3 separate regions of the Sus scrofa genome follow, and regions 1 and 2 are each linked to region 3. A link is a contact called in public Hi-C and HiChIP or PLAC-seq data. All regions are on one chromosome and are shown on one strand. The core of a region is the stretch at or near the end of the contact, and the rest is flanking DNA. Distances in the headings are between cores, read along the strand shown.

The links. Hi-C and Micro-C count contacts between places; a contact is called where the count stands out from the background. HiChIP or PLAC-seq counts read pairs in DNA pulled down with a chosen protein or histone mark.
Region 1: a contact with region 3 is called in an H3K27ac HiChIP or PLAC-seq map of skeletal muscle, with 4 times the contacts expected there. The contact joins two enhancer-like sites. A contact is called at or near these places in 1 of 47 Hi-C or Micro-C datasets (embryonic fibroblasts) and 1 of 2 datasets of contacts at active chromatin or transcription factors (skeletal muscle).
Region 2: a Hi-C map of liver shows a contact between it and region 3, with 4 times the contacts expected there. The contact joins two enhancer-like sites. A contact is called at or near these places in 1 of 5 promoter capture datasets (fetal skeletal muscle), 7 of 47 Hi-C or Micro-C datasets (embryonic fibroblasts, liver, mesenteric adipose tissue and 2 more) and 1 of 2 datasets of contacts at active chromatin or transcription factors (skeletal muscle).

Annotation. Positions count from the first base shown.
Region 1 is chr7:116,503,577-116,507,341 of Sscrofa11.1, forward strand. The region is part of intron 2 of CLMN (calmin (calponin-like, transmembrane)); the gene reads right to left. Among named protein-coding and RNA genes, the nearest start is that of CLMN, 85 kb to the right of the region's middle. Within about 2 kb of position 1,280, at least 29 of the 83 cell types and tissues checked have an H3K27ac peak or open chromatin away from gene starts, as enhancers often do. A contact at or near this core is called in skeletal muscle, where this site is marked.
Region 2 is chr7:116,442,821-116,446,371 of Sscrofa11.1, forward strand. No RefSeq gene overlaps it. Among named protein-coding and RNA genes, the nearest start is that of DICER1, 36 kb to the left of the region's middle. Within about 2 kb of position 2,296, at least 11 of the 83 cell types and tissues checked have an H3K27ac peak or open chromatin away from gene starts, as enhancers often do. A contact at or near this core is called in liver, where this site is marked.
Region 3 is chr7:116,680,903-116,684,763 of Sscrofa11.1, forward strand. SYNE3 (nesprin-3) reads right to left here. Exons shown (of 20, transcript XM_003128709.4): 19 at 2,635-2,673. Among named protein-coding and RNA genes, the nearest start is that of SYNE3, 87 kb to the right of the region's middle. Within about 2 kb of position 2,354, at least 7 of the 83 cell types and tissues checked have an H3K27ac peak or open chromatin away from gene starts, as enhancers often do. A contact at or near this core is called in liver and skeletal muscle, where this site is marked.

The DNA.
Region 1 (3,765 bases), core at 30-2,529, 180 kb before region 3:
GGTGGCACAGCTTACGATAAGTGGCTTCCTTCCTGCAGAGTCTTGGGGCATCTCACCCAGGCTGTGAGGGTGAGACGGAGTTGTCCTCAGCTCCTGTCCCTCCACAGGGCAGAGCCCTTGAACCAGCCCCTTCTGTGTCGCGCTGGCTTCTCTTTCTGGGTCCCCCCAGGCTCTGCCCTCTCCCGGGGAGAAAAGGCGTGGAGTGTGCAGGGGGCTTGGGTGGAAAAAGCCAGAAGCCCATTGCTCTCCTCTCTGACCTGTGGAGGTCCGAGATCTAGGTGACCCCACACTGCATCATGTCCATCAAAAGTTTGGCTGGGCCTGGCCTGAGGTCCGAGGGACTGGCAGGGACTCAGCCAGATATTCCAACACAGGGATAGAAACTGGGCTTCCCAGAACCCTAGGCTTCAGGAGAGCAGCTTCGGGGAGCGCTGGAGGGGGAGTGGGGGGGTCGAGGAGGAGGCCAATCCACCGTACTTCCTTCAATCAGAGATGCTCCTATTGGCCTTTTTTTTTAGGGTTCCATGTAAGATTGTGCTTAAAGAAAGATTCAGGGGTTTTTTGCTTCTTAGGGCCACATCTGAGGCATAGGAAAGCTCCCAGGCTAGGGATCAAATCAGAGCTATAGCTGCCAGCCACAGCCAGAGCCACAGCAATGCAGGATCAGAGCCCCATCTGCAACCCACACCACAGCTCAGGGCAATGCCAGATCCTTAATCCACTGAGCAGCGCCAGGGATTGAACTAGTCAGGTTCATTACCGCTGAGCCACAGCGAGAGCTCTAAAGAAAGGTTTCTGTTGACGAAACAAGCTTGATAAAAACTCCTTTGATGCAGTACGATTAGGACTTGCTGAATCTTGGAAGCGTTAGAAGAGTTAGGCTGCGTACTCTCTCCTGTGGTTCAACGAAGGGGGGTGTCCACAGAGGACACACGACTATGGGGGGTGGGGGTGGCAGCAGCGGTCAGAACCAGAAAAACCTTGGAAATCCTCGAGTTGCAGCCCAACCACCCTTCTCTTCGGGGAAGATCTCCTGTAAGCGAAAGCCTTGGAGGGTCCCTATTTTCTTTTCTTTTTTTTATTAAGGAAGTGGCATTTCCTTAGCTCTTCTACGAGCCCCCTGACCCCCAGTGAGTCAAAATACAGGGTGAGTCCACCCACAGGTGCACCAAAACAGAGCTCTGCTTCAAGGGCAACGGCGGCTTTGAACCCAAAGGCAAACTGTTTTCTTTGCAAACTCCCCGCGGCTCCTCGGGAACATTCCACACGGAGCAGGATGGCATCAGGTTACGGAGACTCTTACGGAAATGTTATTCCTGTTAACGCGGGGCAGAGACGCAGGACCCCAACCAAACAGCCCCTGATAGATGGGCTCACAAGATTTCCAGGTAGCAGCCCCGACCGTGGCCGAGCCTTGCTTTCTGCGTCGAAGCTGGAGAATAATTCCCATTGACAGTGTCTGCAAGGGCCTCGGCCCAGCGGCAGCCGGCGGGGCCTTGGCCGGCGTCCATCCTGCGAGATGGCAGGACGGGAAATTGAACCGGCTCCAGGGCAAACACTCCTCGGGGCCCCAGACGTTCCGTGGGCTTCATGCGATTGGTATGGCCGAGTAAACAGCACCCCCAGGGGTTTCTTCATGATCTAACTCCTTCGGTAAATTAAGGAATTTTTCCAGAAGCCAGAGCCTCAGTAAATATTTCTGACAGCCTTCAAATTGCAGTTAAGCCCACTTCCCCAAGGAGTTCCTGGGTTTCCTTTACATGAAAGGTTGTTCTTGAAAGTCTCAAGGTTGGAAACATGGCTGTTAATTTTGCCCTGTTTATTAGGCATCAGTTTCAGGTGCTATCTGATTTATCCTTCGAGTGGGTGCTACCCACCTGCCCTGCAAAAGCGGCAGAGGTATGGCCACGGAGAAAATTCTGGAGGTGATCAATGCTCACAGAGGGCTCCACGGGTGTGTGTGTGTGTGTGTGTGTGTGTGTGTGTGCGCGCGCGCGGATATTTGCTCTATTACCCTCTGTACTTTTCTGTATTTATCTTTTAATTCAAAAAGAAAGAAAAAAAAAAAAAAAGAAAGCAATACGCTCTGGCTAAACTCCGTTCATCAGGAGGAATTTCCAGCCACCCTGACACACATCAGGCATTAATTTAGGAGTTCCGTGAACTCAGGTTTCGGGAACAGTTTTCCTTTTTTTTCCAAAAATAACACTTCACTTTATGAGCCCTGCCGAAAATGCACCAATAGTCAAAACAACTGGCAAATGATTTATAAAGCTTCATCCGTGATATAGAGATTCTTTCCCTGAAGATTCGGGACCCTCCTGGCTCGAGGGGAACCCATTCTACAGGTGGGGGGAGAGGGGCAGGCGGTTAAGTGTCTGCCTGGGGAAATGTTAGAGCCTAGAGTTTACACGGCAGGAATTAGAATTTTGGTCAAGAGCTCCACTTCCTAAAAACCGCATTTATTTTCTCTGCTTTCTAATCATTTCAATGATTTCCTCTAGGAATCTTTCTTTGGGGTTAACTCGAGGGGCAGTCAGTAGTGACTCTTGTACCTCTTACGAGGACAGAAGAAGACACACGTATTTAAACTCCCTGACGTGTGGTGCTTGAACCTACCAGCTTTAAAGGGCGTGACGACGCCTGGCTGAGTTTATGTGGAGAACCCAGTGGTGGAATTTAAGAAGACCCCAAGTGAGTAAAATAAATCCTGATAAATCAGCTTGCTTTCTTTTTTTTTTCTTTTTTTTTTTCTTTTTTTTTTTAAAGGGCATGGGGAGGTTCCCTGGCTAGGGGTCAAATTGGAGCTGCAGCTGCCGGCCGACACCGCAGCCACAGCAACGCCAGATCCAAAACACATCTGCGACCTATACCACGGGTCACGGCAACACCGGATCCTCAACCCACTGAGCGGGGACAGGGATCGAACCCACATTCTCATGGATACAAGTCGGGTTTGTAACCTGCTGAGCCACAATAGGAACTCCCAATCAGCTTTCTTATAAGGAGAAAAATAGTCTCTCCTCCCCCAGCCCTGGGGCCTCTAGAATGTTCTGGGTGGGAGGAGAGAGCTACCCTAATGCTGAAGAAGGTTGGGATTTCTGCCCCTGGGAGCCGTTTCTTTATCCACTTCCGTCCTGCCTCGCCGCTGCTGCTCCTCCTGTGTCTGCTCAGGAGCGGCTGGTTCTGCCACTTTTGTTTTATGCTTCATCCGCCTGAGAAGCAGGCAGACAAAACGCGCCTCAAAATTGCTTGGCCAGAGAATGTAAGAAAAAGTCAAAGGGGCCACTAAGTTGAATATGCTGGAGAAGCTTCCTTCTTGGTGGCGGCACTGTAAGGAAACCATTCAGCATCTCCAAGCTTCTGCTTCCTCTGGATTTGCAGGTGGGCTTGGGGCGGGGGTGGGGGTGGGGTGGGGGGGGTTGGGGGGGTGGCAGTGAGCCTCCCCGACCTCCTAGAAGATCCCCTCTCCCCGCCCTGTGTTTGGGTTAACAATCCGTGTTTTCTAACCTTTGTTCATCGATTCCTATTTACAGAGGGACCCTCCCCCTCCCAGGTAGACTTGACAACCCCGCGGGGGCAGAAGAACCGTGTCTGTCTTACCTCTGTGCTCCCTGAGCTTGACGCTGGGCAGGGAGAAGGCACTCAGTAGATGCTTAAGTGAATGAATGAAAAACAGCAACCTGACAGAAGCCCGGGCCTCCCCTCCCCGAGCCCGCTCCAGTGAACTGTGCCCCCGGCTATGCGGGCCTCTGTTACTGAACA
Region 2 (3,551 bases), core at 1,046-3,545, 240 kb before region 3:
CCTAGAAGTCTAAGACTTTAAGAAGAAACTTTGGGAGAACATCTTTTAAACCTTGGGTTAGGAAAAAGTTTCTTTGATAGGAAAAAACTATGAACCAGGAAATTTTTCGAATTCATAAATTGGACTTCTCAAAATTTTAAACTTCTGCTCTTTGGAAGACACTGCTGAGAAAATGAAAGACAAGCACAGACTGGGAAAGATATTTTAAAATCTATATCTGATAAATTATTTATTTCCAGAATATATAAAGAACTCTTACAACTCAATAATAAAAAAGAAAACCCAGCTACCAAAAAAAAAAAAAAAAAGGCAAAAGATTTGAGCAGAAACATTACCTGTGAAAATATACAGATAGTAAAAAACATATAAAACGATCCTTGACATCATGAGTCATTAGAAAAATGCAAATTAAAACTAGGCGTTCCCACTGTGACACAGCAGGTTAAGAATCCTACTCTTGGGAATCCGGCTCAGATCACTGCAGAGTCATGGGTTCGATCCCTGGCCTGGTGCAGTGGGTTAAAGGATCCAGCGTTACCACAGCTGTGTCATAGGCCTAGATCACAGCTATGGCTCAGACCCTGGCCTGGAAACTTCCATGTGCCATAGGTGCTGTCATAAAATGAAAAAAAACAACAACAAACAAATCTACGTTGCATACTTATGAAAATGGCTATAAAACCTGACCTTACGGCCAAAAGGACTGATCAGAATATAAAACAATTAAAACTCCCCATACGTTACCGTTACTGCTGGGAATGCAAATTACCACTTCGGAAAATAGCTTGACAGTGTCTTACAAAGGTAAATACATACTTTCTACGTAACCTAGCAGTCTCTCCCCTGGATATTTACCTTAAAGAAATGAAAGCAGATGTTCACAGAAAGACCTATATGTGAATGTTTATGGCAGCTTTATTCACAGTAGCCCCAAACTGGAAACAACCCAAATGTCTGAATTGGTGAAGAGAGAAGCAAAGTGTGCTTCATCCAGAGACTGAAATACTACACACCTGTAACAAGGAATGAACTACTGGTATGTGCAACACCACCGTCAAACCTCAAAAGCATTATGCCAAGTGAAAAGAAGCCAGACACAAAAGCTTACACCCCATAGGACTCCGTTTATATGGCATTCTAGAAAAGGCAAAACTTGAGGGAAAGAAATCAGATCTGCAGTTGCTAGGGGCAAAACACGAGGGGGAGGGGATTAACTAGAAAGGGACATCAGACAGAGGATGGGAGTACTCAGGCCAAGGGACCAGATGCCCAAGGCCCAGAGGCAAGGAAGTGGGTCTCATTCAGGGAACTGAAAGAAATCCAGTACTGACCTGGAGGACAGAGACAACAGATAGCAGGCTGGCACCAGAGCCCAAGGATCGTGTGTGTCCTGTTGAGGATTTTCTACTCAGCAGCTCCCTTCGTGGCTCAGTGGTTAATGAACCCGACTGGGATCCATGAGGACGCAGGTTCAATCTCTGGCCTCGCTCAGTGGGTTAGGGATCCGGTGTTGCCGTGAGCTGTGGTGCAGGTTACAGACGAGGCTCAGATCCCGCGTTGCTGTGGCTGGGGTGCAGGCCGGCAGCTGCAGCCGCGATTCAACCCCTAGCCTGGGAACTTACACATGCTGAGGGGGTGACCCTAAAAAACCAAAAAGAAAAAGGGATTTACTATTCAGAGAAGCCAGAAAAAGGATTTCAAGCCAAAGGTGATATGATCAGATAGATGTTTTTAAAAGTTAACTTCAGCCAGTGTAGAAAATGGGAGAAGAGCAAAATCCAAGACTTAACACATTTGCGAGACCATAAGAGCTGTGGTGCCTCTGATGAGGTTGGACTTAATGAGAGAGAGATTGAGCTGCATTGAGATATTTGGGACGTAAAAATGGGAGTGTTTTACTCTCCACTTTGTAGGTGTGGCCTCAAGATCACCGAGGTTCTGTTTTTCAGAAAGTTGAAGGTGCACTTAGCTCAGAACACTGCCAGGTATTAGAGCTTTTCATTCTGACAAAAGGGCCTTGTTGACCGTGGCTAAGATCAGCAGTCTCTGCCCTAGGGTTGTACTTTGGTTGTTATTTTTGGGGAGATACACCAGCTGCGCAAGTTCCCGCCCTTTTCCACGGTCCCAGGTCAGAACTAGATCATGCCTCTCTTCAGATTTAAGTGAAATGATCTCAGTATTTCGTGGCATTTCCTTTTCTGGGGTGACTTTTACTTCAATCTGTCTCTTGCCCTCCTATCAGTGCCGAGTCCCTGAAGCTTGTTGTAGAACTGAAGGACTTTGACCTTCAGCGTTTGCCGTCTCTTCCTGGGAACTTATCGAAAACGACACCCTGCTTTGCCCGGTACCCTGAATAGCTCGCCTCTGGAGTGTCAGTAGCTTTCCACGCCTTCAGGGGAAAATGCAGCCAAAAGATCACAGCCCTGTGGCCCTCCTACCAGTCCGTTACCACAGTATTCAATTGACTCCCCCTCCCCCAGCTGGAGCAAAACAGTTTCCCATATCTTAGCATCAGCTCTTTTTCATTTGGGAAGAAAATAATGTCATCTTAATTTCTACTGGATTGAATTGTCCCTTAGGAAACAGCGTCCACACAGCATTAGGACTTCTGATAATCTGATTTCTAAAGGAGCTTTGAATTACAGAACCAAGTTTGCCCATGCTTCTTTTAATGCAGTTTAACAGAGCTATAGACTTCAAAACGGATTTGAAATAACGTTCTCGCTCATTCCTTCTCTCTCCACTACCACTCAGCAACCCATTTGCCTAATAGACAAATCGATCCTTGTTTTTCCTCTTAGTTCTCACACTCAGACTTTCTTCCGTGCAGTTCTCTGACTTCCCCATGTGATACCAGTCAAGCAAATCAGAATAAGGTAACTACCAGGGTCGCTCCTTGCTGTGATGTCAATGTTAGTGTCTCCGCAGATGTACACGTTGAGATCCCAAGGTGATGGTATTTAGGAAGTGGGCCTTTAGGGTGATTAGGTCATGAAGGTGGAGTCCGTCTATAAAAGGAGCCCTAGGAGTTCCCTGGTGGTCTAGTGATTAAGGATCTGGTGCTGCCACTGCTCAGGCCCAGGTCACTGCTGGGGTACAGGTTCAGTCCCCATCCTGGGAACTTCTGCACGCGCTAAGTACAGCCAAAAAATTTTAAAAAGGCCCCAGAGAGTTTGCTTGTCCCTTCCTTCCAGCATCTGAGGACACTGAGAAATCTGCAGTCTGCCGCCCACAAGACAGCATCTTCTGGAACCCAGGCAAGCTAACGCCATGGTTTTGTTGATGTCCAGTCTCCAGAAGGGAGGGAATTGATTTCTGTCATAAATATGAGGCTGTGGTACTTTTGTTACAGCAGCCCGAACAGACTAAGACTCTCCTGTGTCCACCCAGTGCCTGGGAGCACGTGGACAGGCTGGATGTATTCGCTTGCTAGTGTTGCCATAAGCAGATACTTCAGACTGGGGGCTTAACCCACAGAAGGTTACTCCCTCAGTTCTGGAGGCTGGAAATCCAAGATCCAGCTGTCAGAAGGTCTGATCGCTTCTGAGTGC
Region 3 (3,861 bases), core at 1,104-3,603:
AGAAGTGGCCGCATCACCTTGGGAACTTACTGGAAATACAGATCCTAGGGCCACCCCAGACCTAAGGCATCTGAAACTCCGGGGGTGGGGACCAGAAACCTGTGCTTAATCAAACTGTCATATTAAAGAGCCCTGGAAGGCCTCTGCATAGTGGCCTCTGGGTGGCTTGCTTCCTCACAGGGGCTGAGAGCCATTAGCTCAAAAGCCAGCCCCAAACTCAAACTCTCACACCTCCATTTGTTTTCAATCCGAAGAAGCAGATTCTTTTTTTTCGCTATTTAGAGCCTGCCTGCTTTGCATACCCCCCGAAGCTGTGCCCGACATCTGCCATAGATAAGATCCACCTTGCAGCTGTAAAGACCACAGGCGCCTGCTGTCCTTGGGCACTCTCTGACCAGAGCAACGCCAGCCCAGCTGGGCGTGTGACCCTCTCTCTCCCATGTCCCCCCACCCCATAGGCTCCATAGGCAGCATGTGCCGCCCACCTGGGCAGACCTTCACTCTTGTGCTACATCTCAAGTAGCTAAACCAGTGCTTGGCACAAAGTCGGCACTCGGTACGTATTTGTGGAATGAATGAATGAGACGATACTGAACACGCGGCTGTGAACACTCCACGTTAACCGGCTCTCAGGCCCCCAGGAGCCTGAGTCGCGCTGCAGGGCTGGTATCAGCCAGTCAGGTGTCCCCCTACTCAAAACCACCAGGGCACCCCCAGACATGACTCCCCGCTGGACTCTGGTCTGGGAGCTACAGGCCAGAGAGGGGCTTAAAGTGCGGGAACTGGAGGCAGCCTGGACACCTGGCCCTGGGCCCCCCAAGTGCCACCAGGAGTCGCAGCCTGGGCAGAGTGGGCCACCCTGCCCTTCCTGAGGTTCTCCCCTATTTCTCAAGAGCCCCTTGTTCTTCTAAATGGGGTGGGGGGCGGTGGACCAGGGCTTTCAGCTCTTCTCTAAAGAATGAATGGTAGGAGTTCCCATCATGGCTCAGCGGAAACGAATCTGACTAGCATCCATGGGGATGAAGGGTCGAACCCTGGCCCCATTCAGTGGGTTAAGAATCTGGCTTTGCTGTGGCTGTTGTGTAGGCCATCAGCTACAGTTCCATTCGACCCCTAGCCTGAGAACCTCCATATGCCCTGGGTGTGGCCTTAAAAAGACAAACAAAAACAAAAACAAAAACATGAACAGTAGGAGTTCCCATTGTGGTTCATTGGAACTGAATCTGACTAGGATCCATGAGGGTGTGGGTTTGATCCCTGGCCTCACTCAGTGGATCAGGGATCTGGCATTGCCATGAGCTGTGGTGTAGGTCACAGATGTGGCTCAGATCTGGCATTGCTGTGGCTGTGGTGTAGGCCGGCAGCTGCAGCTTCAACCGGACCCCTAGCCTGGGAAGTCCACATGCTGCACCTGTGGCTCTAAATTAAAAAAGAAAAGAGAATGAATCGTTCACATGAGCTTCAAAATTTGTTCATGGTATAAAGTCAGCATTGACGGTTCCATTTTACAGATGGGGAAAGTAAGCCGCAGGAGTCAAAGCAACTTGCCCAAGACCTCACGGCTGGTGGCTGCGGGGCTCAGAGCACAGCGCTGGCCTCCTGACTCTGGTTCTCCCCCGCCCCCACTCCAGCCCTGGGACACCACTTGTCCTGTAGATGGAGACACGAATACGAGCTGGAGACCAAGAAGTGCGGGTGTACAGAGGCCTTGGGGACCAGACCACAGCACAAGGGGGCTGGAGGCCCCGGGGCTCTTTGGAACAGAGCCTGCCAGAGGCACACGTCGTCAGGAACCAACACTCGGCAGGACAACCAGCGCTCTCTCAGAAAAGGTGGCACTGGGGATTCAGTTTCCACGGGGCTTTTGCAGAAGTGAAGAGAGCCATCGGGCCCGGGCATGCTTGTTCCAAGGCACAGTGAGGAAGGTAGGCATGGGCTGAGGACTCAGAGGCCAGGGCCCTCTCAGGAGTCCTGTGCCTTCCCTGAATATGTCCCTCCAATCTGGCCATGTCTGGCTTTCCTCATGTATAACACGGCAGCAGTGACACCTCCTGGGTGTCAATGGAACGCCCTAACCACGATTTGGCAGACTCCTGGCACACAGTGAATGATCAACACACAGCATCTAGAGTAATAATTATTATTCCTAATTATTGCTGTGATTACTGCTGCTAGTGTCATTGCTTTGCCCTGCAAGCCCTGCTTGTCACAGAAGGCCGAAGTGGAAACGCGGCTGGTGGAACACAACGGGCACAGCCACCCCCTCCTCTGTGTCCCCCCTGAGCCCCTATGCCGTCTACTACTCAGGTGGCCTGGAACCCTCCAGGGTGCCTGGGACAGTCCTGGTTTAGGCCTGTCATCACAGATAATTATTAACAGGGTCCTGGATATTATCCAGGATGCTCTCATCTCCCAGGCCCTGTCACAGCCAAGTACATTTTGTGTGTCCCCGGGAGTCAGGGCCCTGGAGCCCAGGACAGTGCAACCCAGAGCCAATGCCTCATACACCTTCCTTGGGCCTCACGGAACCTTCCAGAAAGCCCAGGGGTCCTGCCCCAGCGACGCAGCCCCCCCCCCCCCCGCCCCCAGACGCCCTGCCCTCTAGCCGAGCAGAGCAGATGGCAGACGCCGTACCTTTTGGAATCCAGTCGGCTCCCCTGGAGAACTCCCCGTCTGTTATTTTAGGGAAGGAGAGGAAACGGGGAAAAAAACGAAGTTAAGTGAGTGAAACTTAAATCCCAGCAGAGCCTGTAATGGAATATTCATTTTGTCAGGGGAGTGTTTCTTTAAAACTCCTGGTCATCTGGACAGGCTGAACCAGCAGGTGATTCAATTTAATGAGCTTTTTAACGCACTTTGGGCCCAGGTGGGATTCCGTCTGGGAAGGCCTGGGCCAAGGCCACGGGCGCGCCGACCTGGCTGGGGCTGGGCTGACACCTAGTGGCTGACTTGGCTGCTTCGGGGCCAGCAAAGCTGGAGCCCCAGAGCTTGCAGCTCCAGGAGGCCACCCCCCACCCACCCACCCTCTCCTCGGGTGAAACCATGTGCCTCAGTGTCCCTATCAGTTTTCAGGCAATAATAACAGCACCTCCTTTATAAAGCTGTAATGAGGACATAGCATTTAATAAAGGCCGTTATTAATGTGGCTGTTACCATTATTTTGTGTGAGACCCAAGGGCCCAAAGGGAGAAGGTCCTTCCTCAGTGTCACGAAGCAGGTTAGTGGAGGAGGGGCCCTAGATTTTAGGGGTCCCAGCGTCCACTCCAGGGTTCCCACCACCGCGCCTCCAACACCAGGGTGTGTCTGAAGCTGGCTTTGCCCCTTACTAGCCCAGTGAACTTGGCTGAGTTTTTAATTCCTCAGGGTCTCAGCTCCCATCTGCAGGCTGGAGAGGCAATTACTCTGGTCAAGGGCTGCAGGAAGCACTAAATGGCAGTGCTTCCACCACTGACCCACGCAGGCACCAGCAAGTTTTTTTCCTTTGTCTTTTTACAGCTGCACCTGCAGCATATGGAGGTTCCCAGGCTGGGCATTGAATTGGAGCTGCAACTGCCGGCCTACTTCACAGCCACTGCAATACCAGATCCAAGCTGCATCTGCCACCTACACTGCAGCTTGTGACAACACCAGATCTTAAACTCACTGAGTGAGGAGGCCAGGGATCAAACCCTCAGCCTCACAGAGACTATGCCGGGTCCATGACCCGCTGAACCACAACAGGAGCTCCTGGAAACACTAAATGGGACGATACACATGCAGGTTTCAGGTGGGAAGGTAGCAAACCTGTCCTGATTAGCGCTCCTGTCTCTCTGAGTGGCAGGATGGCCAATGACAAATTGCAAGTCAAGTGCCCAGGACCCA